2 separate regions of the Dromaius novaehollandiae genome follow, and region 2 is linked to region 1. The links are chromatin contacts, called in public Hi-C maps. All regions are on one chromosome and are shown on one strand. Each heading gives the region's core, a stretch centred on a gene start, on an enhancer-like site or on the middle of the called end of the contact. The rest is flanking DNA. Distances are from core to core; before and after follow the strand shown.

Region 1 (3,893 bases), core at 585-3,084:
CAAGTATTCCAACTAACAATAGAATATCCGAAGCAACAAAATGCATTAGATATAATGATCTTTCCACTGAATGAAGTAAAACAAAAATGAAAATCCCTCTCCCCTAGAGTATTTGGGCAACAAGCTTACTGAAGTGTCCAGTGTACTTATCTTACTTTTTAACCCAGTATTTTGTAATAGTGCGTTATGTAATTCAAAGTCTTTTATACTAATGGAACGTGGGAGCTGCTGCAAAACGTTCATGAGGAGGAGTTATAAAGCTTTATCTGCAAGCAGTTTTGGCAACTTTAAAATACATTCCTCTCCATTAAATTTATGGCTAATAACATCAATATCACAATGAGAGAATATGCTCTGGCATGCACGTTCTCCAGTATTCCCCCCCATTTTTTTGCTAAAAATAGCTATTTTAAATTAAGGAAACTGGGACAGGCATTTTAACGAGTACTTATTACACTTTTAACTAAGTTATTTTATTGCTTCAATATGAAGCTCTCCAAAACTCAGCACATCTCTGTCTCATATTGTTCAGAGGACAATCTGAAGGCCTTTAAAGAGACATAGTTACCAGTGCCAAGATGATGACACTATCAGAATAGTGATGAACAAAATGAGTAGGAAGTTATCTCCAGTGTAAACAGTTAAGCAGTCAAAATACGCATTTAATTAACTGGAAACAAAGAAAACATGACTCAGAGTAGGGAAAATAAAACACACTTTAAATAAAGCACTCCTGCTATCTTCCATCACAATGACAAAAAAACCAGGCTCCTTCAAACTGACTAGCCACCTTAGGAGACCTGTCTTTATCTGTAAGCTGCTTGCACTAGAACATTTAGAGCTAACAGAAAAACGATACAGTAGTAGTTCTCCAGGCAGGCTCGTATTTCCTCCGAGTTTCCAGCTACAAAATTAGTGCCTGCAATAGTAACTCTCCAAACCTTGCTTTTCTGAGTTCCTCACCCTTCACAGTTCATAGGGATATCAAAGGTGTGCGCTGCTCTTCTCCCAACAACTGTCTTAAACTACAGGATGAAGTACACATTAGAACATCCATACCAGCCACAGCAAAGTAAATAGCTTGATTTACAGAACACAATGGGATTATATACTAGACTCACTAAAGAAGCTACCACAACAAAAATAAAACCAGAACAGTAAGGACTTTTGCAGGTCCCTTGGGGACGCAGCAACTTCTACAAAACCAGAATCCAAAGAAAATCTCCTCAGTGTCAGTGCATGCCATTCCAGTTCATGCCTTGGAAAGATTTCTCTGAAAAAGAACAAAGTAGAACTGACTTACTTGTCTAGAATGAAATACAAATCAAATCCTCCATAACAGGCAGGACCACCGTTCTCTCTCTTTCCACCTTGTCCATCACAGGCTAGCAAAAGTGTTGCTAAAAAGAAACATTTGAAGCCAAATCTCCAGATTCTTTCCTTTGCAATGGCCATTATATCCAGAAAGAAGGAAAAAACTCTTCTTCCAAGGCTCCTTTATTTCACAGACTTCCCCACAAAAGCCATTCAATGACCTTTAAATATATACATATATATTTTACTCCTTAAAACTCCACTTGCAACAGTTGTCCTCAGAAATTGCAAGACTTTCCCCCTGTTTCCCTTGCACTTCTGTTTCTTGGTTTCAGATTTCAAGATGCACAATACTGTATTCCACCTTTTTTTTTTTTTTTAAAGGGACTTGACCCTGTCTCACTTGCAGCTCTCTGAAAGCAGCACCATTGTTTTGCAACAGAATGAGCAGCCTCCTAACAAATCTTACTTTGTCCCAGACTTAAGAAAATATGGGGGAGGGCTTGGATTTCTTTTTTTCTCCTTAGTTATTATTGTTATTATTAAGGATGGTAGGTTTTATTTTTCCTTGAGGGAAAAAAAAGCTCAGCGAATGCCACCTTGTGGTGAAAACTCGGGCTGACTGAAGTGTCTTCAAAGACATTAATTACATCGTTTGTGCTCTGAGCATACTAAGCATGTACTACAGCAGCTTCGGGCACAAACAGAGAAGCAGCTAGCTTACGGGAGCTACACAGCATTACGCAGACACAGCTTTGTTTCCCACACAGACCATTACCTGATCTTTAGGCTTAGAGACCAATATAAACCTGGAGTAGCTTAGCAGTATGTACTGAAGCTAGTCTACATCCCAGCAAAAACAAGCCATGCCACATTTACCCCCTCCTATTTTCCTCATCCTGAGGAAACACTAAAGCATTTTTACCAAGCATTGCCAGCGTTGACAAGGCAGGCTTCTCCCTCTAACTATCCTTAGAGGGCTCACTTCAGCCAAAGTCTAAACCCTCCCTCTTCCCCAAGAGCTAGCCAGGAAACTTTGCTTCAACCTCACTCACATCTGCTGCCTCCCTCTACAAGCAGCAGCACAGGCACCAAAACCCACCAGTGCAAAAAAGCTAGCTTAAAAAAAGAAAACACTTCCAAGACAGAGGAGCCCACATGCTAAAGACCCTATCAGCCCCCAGGACAGGCAGCAACTAAATCAGAGGTGCAAAGGACAAGGCTTCCCCCTCTTCACTCCCAAATCCTCTCAGGCTGCAGCAACACAGCTGGTCTCTGAGTGCTAACTGCCGATTAGCTGAGCAGCTTCAGGTGTTGGCATTAAGCACCACAGCACCTGGGCAGATTTCGGACAGGGGAGTGCACTGGAGCCAGTCTTTCAAGCTGTTCTTTGTTGCTTAAAGAGTTAAATTTGTCTTTTAAAAAATTCTTAGCAAAAGTTGACAATCTGAGGAAAAAACAGGAAAAGCAGCAGATTAGGTTTCATGGGAAAATGACAAACAGCATGACAGACTTTTGACAGAAGTGGAAACACCTGGAATACAAGTGAGTCAGGCACCTTGCTGCATCGATGATTAAAACTTTGGGAGTATTCTCTCTCCCCACACCCAGTTATGCGCATCAAGTACACCAGCTCCATCACCTCTGGTGTGAACACTAAGGAGACATGGGCAAATGCCAGGTACCTCCCTGGTCCTACTGTCAAATGCTGACCAGAGCTGACAGAAATAGAGATCCCTTGGAAGTCAAAGCATCTCAAGGGTTAGTCAGGGGCAGAACCAGGTGTTTTGCAGATGGATATTTTCAGCATCCACACCTAAATTCAAGAAGTTGGGAGTGTGCATGCGAGTTTCGCTTCCTCTCTGAGTATGAAGGAAGAATAGTAACAAGGCTTGTTGTTGTGTAGGTAAAGATCTATGTGAGGTTATGAGATTTCCTATCGCAGGCAGGAACGAGACCCTGGGAAATGTTTGAGCGCCTTTTACTGAGGCAGCTGCAAGGCTGCCCAAGCTGGGGGTTTGCACCTGCACCAACCCTGGGTGGGCAAAATGTAAGGGGAGGAGCTTCTTTTTGGGTAGTGCTGAAAAAGAGGTGGAGGAGGTGCTTGCTGGTTTGTATCTCTACCTGTTTAGGCTCTGTGTAGTGATGCTGCTAGAGGGTACAATAGTGTAGAGCTATGGTTCCTGCAGCCAGAAGGCATATGCTAGCTAAGCAGAAAAGGTTTGGGATTTTAAAGTCTTATGTGGATGATCTTGAGTAGGCATAAATGTCTATGGCTGTTGGGCTTGTACTGCAAAAATTGTTGTAATATGCATAAAGAGCTTAATGCATGTGTTTACGTACTGTATTGTGCTAAGGAAGGGATGAGATTAATTCATGATTTTTGGTCTTTTAAAGAAAGTGAGCTGAGTGTAGGACACAAAAATGTCTCTAAATAGGAAGGGTGTAAGAAAAATTCTCTCTCTGGGGACTACTGTGCTGTTTTTGAGCAACTTTAGAAAAGTATTTAGGGCTTGATTCTGATCTGAGCTACAGTCAGGGCAGTGTTATTGCAGTCAGAAAAAGTATCTTGTTTTCAC
Region 2 (3,986 bases), core at 38-2,537, 270 kb before region 1:
AACATATTCTCCAGGGTGTTTTAGCTACTCAGTTGTTTTCATCACAGTTCTCTTTCTTAAAACAAAATTCAGGGTAAACATTTTTGCCAGCCCACAAAAGCCAGGGCCTGCCTGGCCCATACACTTGGGACTGGGGCTTGTCAGCACGATGGCTGCAGTTATTACCATCATACAGGAAATAATAGTCATTAGGAAAATGCAAATGCATTCTGGTTTCCTCTTTTGCCGCACCTTCTGCCCCAGCCAGAGCTGAGGAATGAGAGCACGGCTTTTGCAGGGGCACTCCTCTCGCGGCCACAGACTCTGCAGGTTTTTGTGTTCCAGGTTGCAGGCTAGGAAAACCAATTCTTGCTGGTTTAACATTCCCCTTTGCCACTCAAAACCCTGGCTCTGGCCCTCCCAGTTAACACGTGCGGAAAGCAGAGATGGCTGCTGCAGAAACGCCTGGAAAATCTAAAGCTCTCCTGAGTCCTGAGAACTAAGAAAAAGGCCAAAAAGAACCCAAAGTGCATTTAAAGAAAAATTCACAAGATTAAAGCTAAACTCACCATGCTTTGAAGTCTGACACGTGGTTTTGGGATTCCTTGGATTAGCTGCACCGCTGCTTATGAACGTCTCACTGCAAGCTTGCAAACTAGATGGGTCCTGGAGCGGGGAGGAGGGAAAAGACAGAATTTAACAGTAAATCCGAGGTTCAGTCCTAGAGTACATACGCTAAAGCCAGCGAGTGCTCTGGGCACGTGGAGAGCATTATTGCACGCGTCATGTCCCGAAAGGTACTGAGCACCCACAAATCATACTTCATGGGTCTATAAAACCCCCAAATTGCTTTGAAACAGGAAACTAAATAAACTTCTAACTTTGGCAAATGCATTTAGAAACAGCACTGAGCCAGGCTTCACAAAAAAACCCCGGTAGATTTAAAACACTAGAGTTTTGAGATTTTGGGGTATGGCTGAGTGCCTGAGCACCTCTCTGCCCCCCGAGCAGGTACATTTTGGGGGTAGGGAGTTATTTTCTTTAGCGTGTAATTAAAAAAAATAAAAATTGAGATTGTCAATCAGCTGCAAGCAGGGCCTGCGTGAAGACAAGCCTTAGGCTACCTGACACGATGCCACGGTGGAGAGTTTTTATTATTACAACAGGAAAACGCCAAGGCCTAAGCGTACCCTGGAGAAAATAAAGGCGTATGAAGGCACTTGAGGGCCGCTCGCCACAGCGCGGGCCGCGGCCCTCCCTGACAGGACGCGCTCTCCTCGGCGGAGGGGACCCCATCCCCCCCCCCCATCCCCTCACGGCCCCGCATAACGGCGCTGCCCGCGCCGCGCTGCCTGACGGGAGTTGTAGTCCGCCGCTCGGGGGGGTGGGGGCGGCGCGGCGCCCGTCGGAACTACCGCTCCCAGGATGCCGCGCGGCGCGGGCGGCCGCCGCCATTACGCCCCCCCACTCCCCTCAGCAGGGCTCCTGGCCCCTGCGCGGCGCTGAGGCGGCCGGGGGCGGCGGGAGCGAGGCGGGAGCGGGGCGGCGGCGGGGCCGAGGAGCGGCGAGCGGAGGCCGGCGGCGAGGCGGGGGCGGCGCTGCGGCCGGGACTTCCTGTGACGGCCCATTTCCTGGTCGGATGGGGCCGGCGGGGGGCGGCGGCGGCGGCCTCGGTGCCTGACGGGCTCGGTGGCCGCCGGGAGCTCCGCCGCGCCGCGTCCGCGCAGCGATGCGGGCCCCGGGCCCTGCCGGCAGGCGGCCCCCGCCGTGACCCGCGGCGCCCGGCGCTGGGGCGGGCCGGCTCGGGCTGCATGGAGGCACCCGCCGCCCGCGCGCAGGTACCGGGCGGCCCGGCCGGGGCGCCGCGAGGGGGCTGCGGCGGCGGCGTGAGGGGGCGGCGGGGCCGGGGCTGGGGCCGGGGCACCGGCGCGGCGCTAACCGCCTCCCCCGCTGTTGCAGGTGTGAATCCCCGCGGAGACCGCGGCTCGCTCCCTCCCGCCCGGCGCCGCCGTCCCTCCCCTCGCAGGAGCCCGGCGGCGGCAGCGGGACCCCGGCGGCGGCGGCGGCGGCGGCATCGCCCCCGCGGCGGCGGCGGCCCTGAGCCATGAAGAAGTTTTTCGACTCGCGGCGGGAGCAGGGCGGCTCGGGCCCGGGCTCGGGCGCCAGCGGCGGCGGCGGCGGCAGCGGCGGCCCCGGCAGCGGCTACATCGGGCGGGTGTTCAGCATCGGCCGCTGCCAGGTGACGGTGGACGAGGTGCTGGCCGAAGGTGAGGCGCCCGGGCCTGCCGCGGCCGCCGCCCCCGGGCCTCCCCTCTCTCCCCCTCGCGTTTCGTTGCCCTTGAGGGACCCGCACCCCTGCGGCTTCCCCGCTCCCGGGTTGCCCAGCGCGGCTTTGCCTTATCCCTCGTGTTTTCACCTCTGTGGGAATCGCAGGCGTTTCTGAAGTTCGTGCTTTTCCCGCCTCGCAGCTTGCGTGCATATATTTTTTAATGAAGACAAAATTATTGTATGTTCCAGTGGAGAATAACCTACCTGTAAACAAAGAAAGCAGCAGTCTCCTAACTTTCTCCAGCCGGGTCCCTCCTTCCCTAGCTCGGGGAGAGGGGAAGGAAACGCTGGAGTAGATTCCTTGTGGGTTTATCATGCACTTGCATAGGCTGAGTAGAGCCAGCTCTTACCTGAGATGGGGGGTTGCTGTTTGTGTGAGGTTTCTGCAAGGAAAATGGTAAACCTAATTGTTTTTTCTTCCAAAAAAAAAAAAAACCCACCACACTGTAGGAAGAAAAAATGAACAGTAGGGGTTATAGAGCTCCCTAGGTGTACAGTCCTTGCAGTGCAGAAAGCTGGTGGTATTTTTTTTTTTTAAACTGTAACCAACACTGCTGCTTTAACTATCATTTTACATTTCATTTGTTTGGGCCCTAGGGTATCTTGTGAGTGTGTCTGGATGGTAACCTTAGCCTCAACCTTCAGAGAGATGTTCGTCTCTTTAGACCTACTCCCAGGCCAAATCCTGCACAGCATCTTTTGTAATTTTGGTGAAAAGTGTTTGCTTTTGATCTTGTAATTGCAAAGGAGAGGGTAGCTAGCGTATGAGAGCTGAGTGGGAGGATGGGTATTTTCTTTTACAGAAAGAACCCTAAAATGTGAGACCTAAAAGGGCCCCTGTGTGTGTGTGTACATGTTTGTGAAAATCATCTCAGTGTGAAAGAATATAGAATCGTGAGCGTTTTTCTCAGAGGTGGTTTTCTGATGCGTAGGTTCTGCTCAACACCAGGCTGAGAGGAGCACCAGAAACAGTCCTTCAGCTCGTAAACATAGCGGGGTTTGTTTGTTTTTTTTCTTCTCCCTGAACTGGAATTTGCGATATGGTTTTGCCTTGGCTGATACTTCTAAGACGCTTTGGCCCTAGGAGTTGAGGAACTAGACAAGTTAAACCTGAGTAGTCGCCGCAGTCTTGCTTTATGCACACTGGCCTTGTCCTGGTAACGTGGGAAAATAGCGACTTTTTTTGCTGATGAATACTCTGTTGGCAGGTCCTGCCCTGGTGCTGACAGCAGCAGGATGGGAGCCTGTGTGTAGCACAGACGGCGTGGGCGAAGGGTTGTCGTGGGAGAAGGGCCTCCCCTCTGTACCTTGCTGTCCTGAAGGAGCTGCTGCTTGTGAGAGCTGTTCTCTGGGGCTCCTGGGTTTTCCGCTGGGCTGTGAAATGGGCCTTGTGCTAGCTATAGCTGTTAATTTGTTTGTATGGGCCTGTAAAGTAGGCGTGATGTTCTCCTTTTCTGATGGTGCCAGAAGGCAAAGGAAGTTCTCTGGGTGCAATGTGCTGGGCAGGTATTCTCCTCAGGGTTAGACCCTTGCTACTGGCAGTCAGAAATCCCTCTGAATGGTGTCTGGAGTCTCCAAGGAGACGTGAGCAAGATGGCTTGTAGATTTGCAGGTTGTCGCCTTTTGGTGGGAATGGAGGAGAATGAAGTTTCCTTTATCAACACCAGAAAGGCCTCGTA

The links. Hi-C and Micro-C count contacts between places; a contact is called where the count stands out from the background.
Region 2: a contact with region 1 is called in a Hi-C map of brain, with 8 times the contacts expected there. The contact joins the promoter of ANXA4 here to the promoter of ANTXR1 in region 1. A contact is called at or near these places in 2 of 4 Hi-C or Micro-C datasets (brain and ovary).

Annotation. Positions count from the first base shown.
Region 1 is chr26:4,013,298-4,017,190 of bDroNov1.hap1, reverse strand. ANTXR1 (ANTXR cell adhesion molecule 1) reads right to left here and starts at 1,834. Exons shown (of 17, transcript XM_064497888.1): 1 at 1,304-1,834. The coding sequence starts at 1,455.
Region 2 is chr26:4,285,844-4,289,829 of bDroNov1.hap1, reverse strand. ANXA4 (annexin A4) reads right to left here and starts at 1,287. Exons shown (of 19, transcript XM_026111494.2): 1 at 1,170-1,287; 2 at 549-645. AAK1 (AP2 associated kinase 1) reads left to right here and starts at 1,574. Exons shown (of 18, transcript XM_064497658.1): 1 at 1,574-1,817; 2 at 1,939-2,246. The coding sequence starts at 2,084.